Regions from separate parts of the Mus musculus genome. Here regions 2 and 3 are each linked to region 1. A link is a contact called in public HiChIP or PLAC-seq and capture Hi-C data. All regions are on one chromosome and are shown on one strand. Each heading gives the region's core, a stretch centred on a gene start, on an enhancer-like site or on the middle of the called end of the contact. The rest is flanking DNA. Distances are from core to core; before and after follow the strand shown. Region 1 holds the start of Rreb1 (ras responsive element binding protein 1). Region 2 holds the start of Ly86 (lymphocyte antigen 86). Region 3 holds the start of Txndc5 (thioredoxin domain containing 5).

Evidence for each region. HiChIP or PLAC-seq counts read pairs in DNA pulled down with a chosen protein or histone mark. Capture Hi-C pulls out chosen DNA fragments and counts their contacts.
Region 2: a capture Hi-C map of macrophages shows a contact between it and region 1, with 6 times the contacts expected there. The contact joins the promoter of Ly86 here to the promoter of Rreb1 in region 1. A contact is called at or near these places in 1 of 39 promoter capture datasets (pre-B cells), 1 of 115 datasets of contacts at active chromatin or transcription factors (microglia) and 1 of 9 other capture datasets (macrophages).
Region 3: a contact with region 1 is called in an H3K27ac HiChIP or PLAC-seq map of microglia, with 6 times the contacts expected there. The contact joins the promoter of Txndc5 here to the promoter of Rreb1 in region 1. A contact is called at or near these places in 2 of 115 datasets of contacts at active chromatin or transcription factors (microglia and pancreatic cancer cells).

The regions. Positions count from the first base shown.
Region 1 is chr13:37,886,035-37,890,393 of GRCm38.p6, forward strand. Rreb1 (ras responsive element binding protein 1) reads left to right here and starts at 2,837. Exons shown (of 12, transcript NM_001177869.1): 1 at 2,837-2,938.
Region 2 is chr13:37,343,023-37,347,503 of GRCm38.p6, forward strand. It overlaps Ly86 (lymphocyte antigen 86), which reads left to right and starts at 2,323. Exons shown (of 5, transcript NM_010745.2): 1 at 2,323-2,552. The coding sequence starts at 2,417.
Region 3 is chr13:38,526,801-38,530,815 of GRCm38.p6, forward strand. Txndc5 (thioredoxin domain containing 5) reads right to left here and starts at 1,684. Exons shown (of 10, transcript NM_145367.4): 1 at 1,388-1,684. The coding sequence starts at 1,608. It overlaps Gm31834 (a long non-coding RNA gene), which reads left to right and starts at 1,103. Exons shown (of 2, transcript XR_382215.4): 1 at 1,103-3,162; 2 at 3,507-4,015.

The sequences.
Region 1 (4,359 bases), core at 1,587-4,086:
ACTTACTCCGTATTTCATGGGAGCCCGAGGACAGATTTTTTAGATTTCCTCTTCAGAAGCTGGGGTACCACCCTTTACTTCTAGACCATCCTTGCTTTTACCTTTCAGCTCTGTGGCTATCTCCGTAGACCTGGAGACAGGCTCCTTAATCTTCTCTTTCTGGCTTTACATAGCATTGTCCCTTATCTAGGGGGGTCGGAGGTGGGGCTGGCCTCCCCCTGCCCTTCCTCCTCCCGCAGAGACCTCTGCCTTCTGTAAGATATCTCGCCTCTGACTTTGCACAAGACTTCTGGGAAGGAACATCCAGTATTCAGCATCTCAGACCCACCCCCAAATGCTATAGAAAGTCTTTGTCACATTTTTCTCTTATAGGACATAACTAGAAATAACCCCACCATCCCTCCATTCTTCTGAGGTAGTGGTGATGGAGGTAAGAAAGAGGTATCTTGAAGTTCCTTTTGAAAGACCGCCTTGTATATTTCTATCCTGTAAGCTTTGTGGCTCCGATAGACCTAGTGGAACTCACCTAGGGAGGTGGCTCTTGTGATCCAGCTCACCCAAGTCACTCCCATCCAGCGCTAGAGATGCAGCTTTCAGAGCCACTCTCAGCCTGACCCTGTGCTGGGAGCGCGTCCTTCCCCCTCAGTCCTTTCTGCTTATGGGGAAGCTACCTGGGCCTGCTTGCGTCCTTGAGTGTCTAATGGAAAGAGAAGGAACTGGGTCTAAAATAATTTTAATGCGATTTTTAGGTTCTGGAAATTTTTAATTCCGATACTTGTCTCCCACTCAAGCATACTTATAGTTGACTCCATGTATTTGGAGATCTTGACAGTTCAAAAAAAAAAAAAAGAAGCTGCTCCTTTCTAAGACTATGCTACTAAACTTATTATATTTTAAAAATTGCTTGCACTCTTACTGTCATTATTTTTTTCTTCAGTGGTAAGCATTGAACCCAGGGCCTCAACTTTATAAACAAATACCCTACCATGGGAGTTAAACCCACAACCTCCAATTATTTTAAAAATGAATGCAATCAAGGGAAGTTTGTCCTTACCCCCACCTCCCACACACACACACAGTGATATAAGTGGAAGGGATGAATCTAAGACCTCAAGAATACTAGGCCGATGCTTTGCCACTGAGCTATGTACTTTTTTTTAAATGTTTAATTTCTTTATAAGTATTAATAAGTTGAGATAGGTAGGGATGATCTACAGGGGTATTTTGTTTGTACAATTCTGAAAACTGGATAGGCATTCTAAGTTGATATTATGTATGTATTTGAGACAGGGTCTTACTGTACAGCCTATCTGATCCGCCCACCTCTGTGTACGCTACTATGTCCAGCCCCTGATTCATATTTTAAAGGATGCTGGGCAAATAGTTAACCATGGAGCTTTTCTTTAACGTGTGTCATATAGCAGTGAAGCAATGATCCTGACCCAGTGGTCCCTGGGTAGGCGTCTCCCATCACTTGTTTTAACAGTGAACAAAAATGTTGAGTATATGACTTTCTGTGGCAGCATTTATGCTTTTCTTACCTGGAGAATAACTGGGTTGTGTCAGGGGCCTCCAGATATGAGGGTCTCCCTGGCTCATTCAGAGCCTTCCCTGTAAGTTGCTCCTGTACTCTAAAGTCCAAAGAACTTTTTAAAGAGAATAACATAAAGGAATAGAGAATGGAGTCACTGAAGTATGAAAACAGAAAAACTTCTGGAAGAATCTTGGTGTCACTACCCACCCAGGAACTGCTTGTGAGAGTAAAGGGTGGTGGAGCGTTCTCTTCCACACAGATCAGTCCTGCCCCACGTGCTTGGGAGCTGTTTGTGGAGGACTCCCCGTGAGATGCTCAAGGATAGCTATGTGGTACACTTACGCACCTTGTTTGTTTCCAGATGCTCTGAGAAAGGAAGAAGTGAGAAACTGCAGGACAGCTGCACCTCAGCATCCTTGCTTATGTGGGACCTTTCTTTCTCCTCTTTCTGTGGTGCCGTTGGGGAACCTGGAGCTCACTTCTGTGCGTGCCAGGCAGATGCTGGCTCTCCGAGCTATGTGCCAGCCCTTCAGCTTCTTAAGTCCTGTCCCTGTATTGCAACCTTCGTTGCTGTGTTGTGGCTCCAGAACATGCTGCATGCCCCCTTCTTCTGGGCTTTCAGGGTCCGTGGACCCCCAGAGCAGACATTCTCAGACTCCCGAGGGACATGCGCGAAGATGTTTTCTGTATCTTCTACAGAAAGAACAGGGCATGCATTTGGTCCTAGTTGTTCAGCGATGTCCCCGTATTTGTAGGAATCTCTACCTCAAGGCATTGTTAGTTGTACATTTCTTACTCTCTTCAGCTCTTTTTCCTCTCCTCTGTTTCTGCTTGCACCAAGTGCTGTTTCTCTTTTCCTCCTTTATGCTGGAGAATCAGCTGGGTCTGTTCAGCCATTTTTGTCTCTCTTTGGTGTTTATGGTGCCGAAGTTGAAACCTGGGGCCTCACATGCTAGGCAGGTGCTTTGCCACTGAGTGGTCCGTGCATTCCAGTACTATTACCACGCCACTGGGATGCTCAAAGCTCCACCTAGAGCTAGCATTCTGAGCATTCTCCTGTGTCGTTAACAAGCCCTCAGCATCTCGGGAATGGAGGGTGTACTTGGGCAGAGGTAATGGGGGTCCTAGCTGTTGAAGGCACACTTGTATGTTCTGGTGGAATCAGCTAACAGCTTGCTTACAGGTGCAGATGCAGGGTGGGAACTGTCCTCACCATGGACACTGAGTAGAGGAAACTAGACAGAAGCAGAATTTTTCCTTCTTTTAAACATCTTTTAATGTTATCTTCTTTTAATTTTTCAGGTTGTTGCAATCCTGTGCTCCAGAAGTGGTGGCTTTGAGGTGTGACCCTGCCCACATTTGGGCCCAGTCCTCACCAGCTCCTCGGCAGAACGAAGAAAACAGGTCAGTTACCCTGCGTAGGCTTCCTTGAGTCCAAGCAGTCTCACGTGAGTGAGTCTTCAGGCACTCCCTTGCCTGGACTTGAATTGTCTGCTGCTTTCACAGGCCCTCTGTCCTGTCTGTCCCTTTGTATCTTCCTCCTCATACCTCATCCATTCTTTCTCCCCAAGGCATAGAGCGAAATCCTGTTAAAATCATAACTGCATCTTGCTGGTTCTTGAGCTATTGAGTCTCTGGTGTGTGGGATGAGGCGTCTCAGAAGAGGATGCGCAGGGCACCTCACAGGAAGCAAAACCTCAGGCAACCCTCCTTCTCCTTCCTCTTTTCTTCTTTCTTCCCAACTCCCAGTTCCAAAGTGCAGGTTCAAAACTAGAGCAACTAAAACGGAAGCAATCAGTGGTATCAATCGTTCACATCTGTGACTTGAGAGCTTCATTTGGGGTCCTTGTCTGATTCCAGCTGGACATGTTTAGTAAAACAGGGCCAGTGTTTTTTATTTGAAAGATTTTAGTGTGGTGGGTGTGTGTGTGTGAGAGAAACCTATCGGGTCTCTCTCCTTTTGACATGTGGATCTTAGGGACTGAATTCAGGTTGTCAAGCTTGGCACCAAGCGCTATTACCACAGAGCAAGTTTATCATTTTTATTTTTGTTTTAAAAATGAGCTTAGTTGCAGTACCTAGGACAATACGGGGAAGAAGCAATTGCGTGGAAGAGAGAATGAGGCATTTCTAGGTTTGTGAATATTAGGTTAAACAAACACACACTACACAAGAACCTTAAACTATTAAAACTATATTAGCCTAGTAGGTAGGAGTCCTAACAGCTTAACCCCACAAGGTAGGGGATTTCAGCCCCTCTGGTACAAGCACAGAATTCTCTCTGAGACTTGGAACATATGTTAAAGAGTGAGTATTAGTATCCTCTTTAAAGCATGCACAGGAAATGGCATTGTATCAAAGGGAAAAATTGTCTTTCCTAACACAGATTGAGTATCAGCAGGCTTAAATGTTTTCATTTGGATGGTTGTTTCATTTCATTATTGCTGGATAGTTACAGAGGATCAACTAGAACTAGCCAGCTTGTTTCTGGTTAAATAAATTATCCTTTACCTCAGCATTAATGTAAAGATAAATGTTGTTTTTAATGTTTTTCTAAAGCTGAACAGTTAACAGTGTTGAGTTTGCACTAGGCTTTTCCTTCTGCCCTGTTCCATGACCCCAAAGGAAAATTCCCAAGCCAGACTCAGCCAAGACTTAGCAGACTGGCGTGAAGCTGTAGCCCAGCTCTGAGGACAGCGTGTTGGTGCTTCTGAAACATCCTCTCAGCATGTGTTCAGGCCCCTCTCCTTTTGTTAACTGCATTCTCATCAGAAATCATAGTTCCCCTTTAAAACCTTGCTGCTGTTTACTTAACATTTCAAATA
Region 2 (4,481 bases), core at 1,073-3,572, 540 kb before region 1:
TGCTGGTTTCTCTCTAACTTTAGTCAGTCTTATTTTCACCCCGCAGGAAAAGGAGGGCACCACTCCCAATATGACCACTATGAAAGGAATGAAGTGGGAGACAGAGGAAGAGGACTGTCAAAAAGCAGAGGGGAAATACAGCCAAGAGCAGAGACATCACTGTTTTAGCCACAACTTGCTAAGGGGGGGGGGGGAGATGATACCAGGGCCTGGCAGAATATTCAGCTACCATTTACATATACATAACTGTATTTTAAATAGCTATCATAAGATGATTTGAATTTTATTCTATAGTAAGGAACAGGACATTCTCAAAGAATGTTTTGTTTTCTTTATAAAGTTTCCAGTTAAAAACTTGTCTTCGTCACTGTTCTATTGCTGTGACAAGACGCCATGAACAAGAGAATTCTTATAAAAGAAAGCATTTAATTGGAGACTGGCTTACAGTTTCAGAGGCTTAGTCCATTATCATCATGGCAGAAAACACAGTGGTATGCAGGCAAGGTGCTGGAGAAGTATCTGAGAGCTACATCCTGATCTGTAAGCAGAGACAGGGGGAGGTGGTGGGGGGCTGGGCTTTTAAAACCTCAAAACCCACCCACCCCCAGTGACACACTTCCTCCAAAAAGGACACACCTCCAATCTTTCTGATCTTTTCAAACAATTCCACTTGATGTTGACTATTCTTTCAAATACATGAGCCTGCGGGGCTATGTGTATTCAAACCACTGCACTTATACTAGCTTTCTGTCACTGTGAGAGAGTGCCTAAGGTAAATAGACAAAGGGAGGAAAAGTTGGTGTTGCCCCACAGCATCAGAGGTTTCAGAGCATGGACATGTGGCCCCATTTTTCTGTGGGTTGGATTGGACCATGTTAAGGTGGGGCTACACATGGAGGAAACCTGATTTCCTTGTGTTGGCTCGAAAACAAAGCAAAAGGAGGGATACGAAGAGTTAGAATTCCACTATTCTCTTTAAGATGATCTAAATTAAAGGTCCCACCACATCTCAATGGTGCCCCAGGCAGGTGACCAAACTTAGCAGCACATGGAACTCTGGGTGACAGTTAATATCCAAACCATAACAGAACTCAAGATGACACCATTATGGATTGATTTCTGAAACAGGTGAGCCAAAAACCACTCGTCAGACCCAAGTCCTGGCTCTTGGTTGACAAAATGAGTTCCCATAACTCCTTGAGGGAGTGGCTTGCTCGTTTTTTCCTACGAGGCTGCATTACATGTTATAGAAAAAAATGCCATCTGTCATGCAAGGAGAGAATATTTTTATTGAGAAGTCTTCTAAAAATACATTGTACATTCTCAATGGGATATAATTCATCTCTTCCTGCCATGGGAAAGAGTGTTGCCTGTTGCTCTGCAGCATCACTGGCCTTGGCCGTGAGTTTGATGAACTGCATAGAGTGGGGTTAGGATTAAGAAAGCTGAGGCAGAGCGGCAAGAGTCCATGGAGGGCAGCATCTTTGTGTGAGAAGCGGTGTCAGTCACCTCTCCTAGTTGAACTAGCCTTTCAGGGAGGCCATGGGCCCATGAACTGTCTCCATGGGTAAAAGCACTTACCTCACAAACCTGGTGACTTGAGTGCCACTCGCAGAACCCACAGAGAAAGGAGAGAATTGACTCCCAAAAGTTACCTTCTGACTTCCACATGATCATACACACGCAAACACACAGAAAGACAACACAGATATACACTAAAAAAATAAATAAAATAAAAATGTTAAAAGGGTAATCCTTCCTCCTGGTGCTGTTGGCCCAGAAATGGAAGATGGCTTACTTCTCAGAGGGAATGCACCACCCAGCTCTGTGTGGGCTCCTAGGACAAGCTCCTGTTCCGCTGGCCCAACCCCAGGGCCAAAGCCAGACAAGAACAAATCCAAAAACCCGGTTCCAGATCCTAAGTTCTAGTATACCACCCTCAAAATGTCACATGTGCCTGCTGGCGTTAGCCAGCTCTGAGACTCACATCAGTGGGGTGTACGCTGATAGAAAACACATGGTGGCCTGAAGCTCATTTTTCCTGAGTTTACAGCTCCAGTGGGGGACAAAGATTCTAAAAGGGGCTGTTCTGAAGAGTCCTGCAGGACCTCTTCCTGTGAAAGCGAGAAGTCACCTTTCAACCTAGCCCATACCTGCCCATATGCGCATGCGCATGTTCAGAGATATGCGCGCGCGCGCGCACACACACACTTGCTATTTCAAGTATGTGAAAGCCCCCTGGAACAGTATTCAAATGCCCCTCCCCGCTGTCTGTCTTTGTCTTCTCACAGTATATTTCCCAGAGACTAGTATTCGAGAAGTGAAACTGAACATACTACTCCTTCAGGGGGAGGACGAGCTTCGGAGGTCTTTTTATTGGGCTGGCTTACCATTGGGCACACACAACCCCCTCGCCATGAATGGTGTCGCAGCTGCCCTCCTTGTGTGGATTCTGACTTCTCCGAGCAGCAGTGACCATGGCAGCGAAAATGGTTGGCCCAAGCACACGGCCTGCAACAGTGGGGGCTTGGAAGTAGTCTACCAGAGCTGTGGTAAGGTCTTATGAAATGGCTGCTTGTGCTTATGGGGAAATTAAAGCTACACGTGGGCAATACGAACACTGGGTGAGTATGGGCGAGGGATGAGGTTATCAGCCTCTCCGTGCTTTTTGCTGCTACGGTGAGCTTTTGTCTTGGCAGCCGTGAGGAGGGAAAGGCCAGGGACAGTGGAAGAGCCTTCTGAAAATAACGAAGACCACAGAAAGAGAGAAATGAACAGTCTAGATATGGAACGAAGTCTAAGAGCTCAGCCCTGCCCTCTCCCCCAAGAACAAGTGATCAGTAAGCTTTTCTTCCCAAATCCTGCGCCTACGCTGGCTTTTCACCTCAGCCATTTTGCAAACTGGGTGAGCATCAAGTCACTTTTGTCAGAGACTCTGTCCTTCAGCCGCTCCCTCTAGAGTTCTTGTCATGCCGCACTGTGCCACCCATTAAAGCAGCAAGCACGTCAGAAGTAGCATCCAATGCCAGGGTTTCCCCAGGGGCAAGGACAGCGAAGGGGAGTGCTGTGGTTGGCCTGTGTCCTGGAGCATGTATTAGAAACTTAACCTCAGTGCAACTGTTTGAGAGGTGGCATATACTGAGACGCGTTGGGCTGGGAGAGCCCCGCTGTTGGCACCACGAACCAGAACTTAGGAGTGGGTTAGTTCTAAAGTCTGAATGTGGTACCTCACCTCACTTTTTCCTTCTGTGACGCTATGACACAGCGAGGAAAAATGAGCCTTGGGATCGATTTCCAATGGGCAGTAGAACAAATGGCTTGTGGAAAGGCAGACATTTATGAAACCTGGAAATCTGTAGGGAAACGGGACAGATGAGCTGAAGAGTATGCAAAGGAGACTCTGAGCCTCTGTGTTGGTCCCACCGCTCGCTGAGAATAAATGAAAGCAAACTAGCTGAGCCCGGATTCTGCCACCCAACTTTGGTTTCTGGGGTAATTCAATGGATTCTTTTAAATTTCCTTTTAAAAGGAACCTTGAAGTGCATTTTAAAAATTAAAAATAAGAAAAAGAAAAGGACGCGCTGGGTGGAGAAAGTGCTGACCTCATGATGCTTGCTGTTCTTGGGACAAATGGGAGCCTAGACGTCTGGGGACTTGCTCACTTCAGGAGTAGGATGACAGCCGGATTGGGTCACGTGGACTACTTGGGATTTGATTTTCCGAGACATTAAGCCTCATGTGACTGGCTATTCCATGTCTAAGATTCTCCCTCAGATTGTAACTGAGTCTCATGTGTCCTTTCACTCACCTGGGTCTGTCAGGGAAAGAACGGGGACATAATGTGCTGCCACACTGTCTGCAGTGCTGCATCTATTTGTAGATGGTACTTCTCTGCAGAGTAATTAAATCTCAGAAATAAGCCCTGGGCACTTGGAATAAAGGAACAGGGGAGATGAAGTTTTCATCCAGGGTGAGTGGGAGAATCAGCCAAGGAAACCAAAGGATAACTGCTTTGTGGGAGGGATGTCTCAAAGGCAGGCATCAGTTACCAGGAGACACAGTGATTTGAAGAGAGCAAGGTTTGGATTGTCAAATGTTAACTGAAACTTTAAAGAAATGATAAAAGTAGCTGGGCCACATATTCCACAAGAAGGGTCTGCCTGTGTGTTGAGGGCTGTGCACAGCTCCTCACTAGCATGATCCTTGCTTTGTAGATGTGTAAACCTGGGGCCGGAGATGCCAGATAATACTGTAAAGGCTATCTAGCTGATACTGGAGAAATTATAGTCCAACAGCACAGAGAAGACAAAACATTTGGGTAAATATTTGTGGAGTTAGAACAAACTGATCGCTGACCTCTCTAAATCCAATAACCCTGGTGTGTAGAGTTTTGTTGTTGGACATAGTGATATAGAGGAGGGTAGAGAAGGAGATTTCAGCAGAGAGAATAGCTTATATAAAGGCAAAGAAGTGTGGCACAA
Region 3 (4,015 bases), core at 434-2,933, 640 kb after region 1:
AAAAAGAATCTGTGGTGTATACCCCAACTGGCCAAGACTAGCTGGTTATTCATTGCATATATTCTAAACTTAAAACTCCATCAGCACTCCAGAGAACCTAACCCTGCCTGCATGTCAACTTTTCTCATAAAACTAAAAACCCTTAGATTTATTCCACCGAAATCAACTCCAATTAAGTCCTGTGGTGTACTTAACTGGAATCACTACTTTGAGACGACTTGTGCACAGAGTAACTATTAACGCGACTGACTGTGGCAGACTCCCAGTCTTTTTCTTTCAATGGTAGTTCTACAGACTCAAGTGGCTGTTCTTGGGAATGTAAAACAGTGTATCCCATTCCTGCATTCTTAACTGATAATGGCTGTGAGCCAAAATGATCCCCTCCCCCACAAAGTTAATTTAACACTAAACGAATTGAAATGCAGTAATAGCCCGCTCTAGGGTTATGGGCAAAGTTTCTCCCACTTTAGAAAAATACAATCACTGACTACATTGGATTCCACAGGCACATTTTTCTTAACTGCTTAACCCCCTGTCCTTAATGAGTCCCTACTGAGCTAGAGGAAGAGTACTTTGCTCAGCAATAAACACAGCCAGAACATCCCACATCTCAAGAGCCTGTGCTCTAAATACCGCTTTCTGCTGTGGACCGGAGAACTTCTTTCTCTGAGCATCTAGGCCCCAGTAGCAAAGCACTGCTATGTCTAGACTAATTCTTGGGGTAGTGAGGTGCACCAGGAAGCCCCAACCGAAGAATGGAAGCCTGAAGTTATGACTTTTAGGAAGAACAGTTCGACCTCACACTTTCCAAATGACCGGGCCCCAAATGAGAACAGGAGGTGAAAGAGTTAAAGGCCTTGAGAATACAGCTCACATCCACTCCAGCGTGCAGCGGAGACTCCAAAACTGGCACCTCGCTGGACTCCAGGGGCCGGGGAAGTCTCAGTTCCCGACCTAGGCTATCTTTTCCTACCCTCGACACACAAAGTGGGCAATCACATCTTGAGGGGGCCTTAGATTTCCAATCCAACCCAATATTGATGGGCCAGCAGGAAGAACCCTTCAGGATAGGGCACGTGGACGCCGGGCTCCCGCCGCGTCCGGCCAGCACAGGAAGTTTGGGGAGCTGGGCAGGGGACAGAAGCGGGGGATGCCTGGACTCCAGCAGTGTGGCGGGGTGGAGAGGCTTTTCCGGGTCTCCCCTCGGGGCCCGCCCTTCCTAGCTCGCAGGCCGGCGGCTAGCGCCACGTCAGCGGCGAGGCCCGAGCGCGGCCCACGCCCCCGGCGCAGCCTGCGCGGCCTCGCGCCCTCTCCCCGGTCCCCGGCTCCAGGTCCCTGGTCCCCGGTCCCAGATCGGGCTCCGCCGGCCTGCTGGAGCTGCAGTTACCAGGGCGCGAAGAACATGACGAAGTGCGCGGCGCTCTGGATCCCGTGCGTGAACATGTCGGCCGTATACAGGTGCTTGGCGTGCGGGTCCTGCTCGACCCCGCTGTCCGCTTCCACCTCCTGGGCCCGGGCGCCTTTGCGCGCCCCGAGCAGCAGCAGGAGCGTGGCCAGGGCCGGCAGCCCGGCCAGCGGCTGGAGGAGGCGTCCTGGGCGCGGGGGCATCGTGGCGGGGCTGGCGAGCTCTCGCTCGTGCCGCGGGTCCCCTCCGCGGCGCCGCTCCCGCCCCGGCTCCTCCCACGACCGCAGAGCCACGCCTCAATCACGCCCCCGCTCGCAGAGCCACGCCCCCTGTCCCGCCGGCTCACCTAGCAACTTGCTGTCTTCTGCTGAAAGCCACCAGGAAGAGGTCGCTTAGGTCCTGGGGTCCTTGTGCAGCACCTCCAGCGCTATCTCAGTCCGGTTCCCTTCCATCCCGCTGAGCTCATTCTCCTTCCCAAGCTCCTCATCAGCCTTTCCCTGCTAGGGACGAAGAGGCCAAGCTGCCAAGCTATGGAACAGTGGCAGCTTCTGTTGATAACTAATCAGACACCAAGAGACCCGAGAGTTTAGGACCAAGCTGAGCTGCTGTCAGCAGAAAGGAGGAAATCAGGCAAACGTGTGTGGGGTTTGCTCTTGCATAAGTCAGATTCTTAGCCAAAGCTCAACTGTGATTTGAGGGCCTGGCCTCAGGGGGTGTGATGAAACCACTTCCCAAGAGCACCTCCTCTGTTATCCTGCCCTGCCTTCACTTTGAAAAGGAAAGGCAGTCAAAGTGGCCCTTCCTTCAGGCCCTGGCTAGTGCCCTGTGTGCCCTAACTCACCCTGGATAGGAAAATGAATGGCAACAGCTGTTCTGGGTGAGAGCTAACGCCTGGGCTGGGGCGCATGGACCCACGCCAACTCTTGAACTTTAAGTCGGGTGGCAATCTAAGCTCCCTGCCCTGCCTTGAAAACCTGGAGCTAAGTTAGGGAGAACGAAACAACCACTAGACACTTGAGAGAGGTCCTAGAGCTATGCTCTGTACCGATGAAAAGGAAGCTGGCATCATAAGACATATATATGGTGATCTTTTATTGGGAAAAAGCAACGGGCATAGTAAGAAGAGTACATGGCCATCTTGTATTGGACTTCTGAGCAACACTTCTGAAAATCACCTGATCTTTATTAGCCTCAGCCTCCCTAAACCAAAAGCCTGGGTTAGCAACAGTTGGGGGTGGTGGTAAAGGGAGGGGCAGGGAAACTCACATCATCTGTAACTATTCTCATGTTAGGTTCGTCCACCTGTAAATGTTTAACCATGGTTTTCCAAACACCAAACTGCAGCATCTCTTGCTTGCCCCCTCTCTCCCTTTGTGCCCTCACATTCTGAGTAAGCACAGTTCAGCCAAACGCTTCTTCCGGCTTTCCTAACCTGAACAGACCTAAACTTGCCCATCGCAGGAGAAGTTCTATGAGCATCCTTTGCCCACGTGATTTTGACTATGGCAATTTGTTGCTCCAACTTGAACCAGCACACCAACTCTGCCCAGTAGCCTTGGCATACAGACTAAAATAGAAATCCCTGATGCTGTCCTTGAAGGCCTCCTGTGATGTGCTCTGCCATGCCTCGTGTCCTGTGAGGCTTGCTGGTGACCAGAAATCCAAGAACTCTTGCCATGTCATCTGTACTGTCAAGGTCAAAGCTTTATGCTCCTCAATACTTCTCTCACTTCATTGCTAAGACATCGCAACAGAAGGTACTATGTTTATAATATCAACTCCTTTTTCACCTGCCCAAAGCTGTGTGGTTCCAGATCCCTTTGGGGGTCAAATATCAGCTATTAACATTATGACTTGTAACAGTAGCAAAATCCTAGATTTGAAGTAGCAATGAATAGTTTTATGGTTGGGGTCACCACAACATGAGGCCCTGCATTAGAGCGTCACAGCATGAGGAAGGTTGAGAACCACTAGCACAGACCATAGCTCTTGGAGCCCTCTCGAACGCTGGCTGTTGGTTGATGTTTCACTCTTGCGTCTCGTGCAGTTGAGACGAAAGGCAGATAGCACCCTTTACCAATGTGTTCCCTTCTATCCACAGACCTTCAGCTCCCGACATATTGGATCTACTGAGCATCCCACCATCATCTGCCCTTGCAGTTTTTGCCATCCTCCCAGGACACTCTCCTATTTCACTGAAGACTGTGGTGCCTTCCAGATGACAGAATTCCCAACAACCCTTTCCTGTCATCATTCCTGGTGACTTTGGTGATTTTGACATTTCCATCAGGAACCCCTTTATACAAGGGAATCTAGAATGTTTACTGTTTCTAATATCTGGATAAAGGTGCTAGGGTTTGGGTCTTGAATGTAAACCTCTGTGGGTCCATGTGTTGGAGACCTATCTCCAGAGTGGTGCTAGTGGAAGGGGGTAGAATTTTTAGATGCAGGGTGGGAGGTTTTAAGATCATTGAAGGTGTGTCTTCAGAGGCGATCTCAGGAGCCCTACCACTCATTCCCTGCCTCCTAAGGTGAGGAGCTGTATTCCCACCCTGGGGAGCTGTCTAAAGCACTGAGGTGGCTATGAACACTGCCCAGAACCTCCAAGCC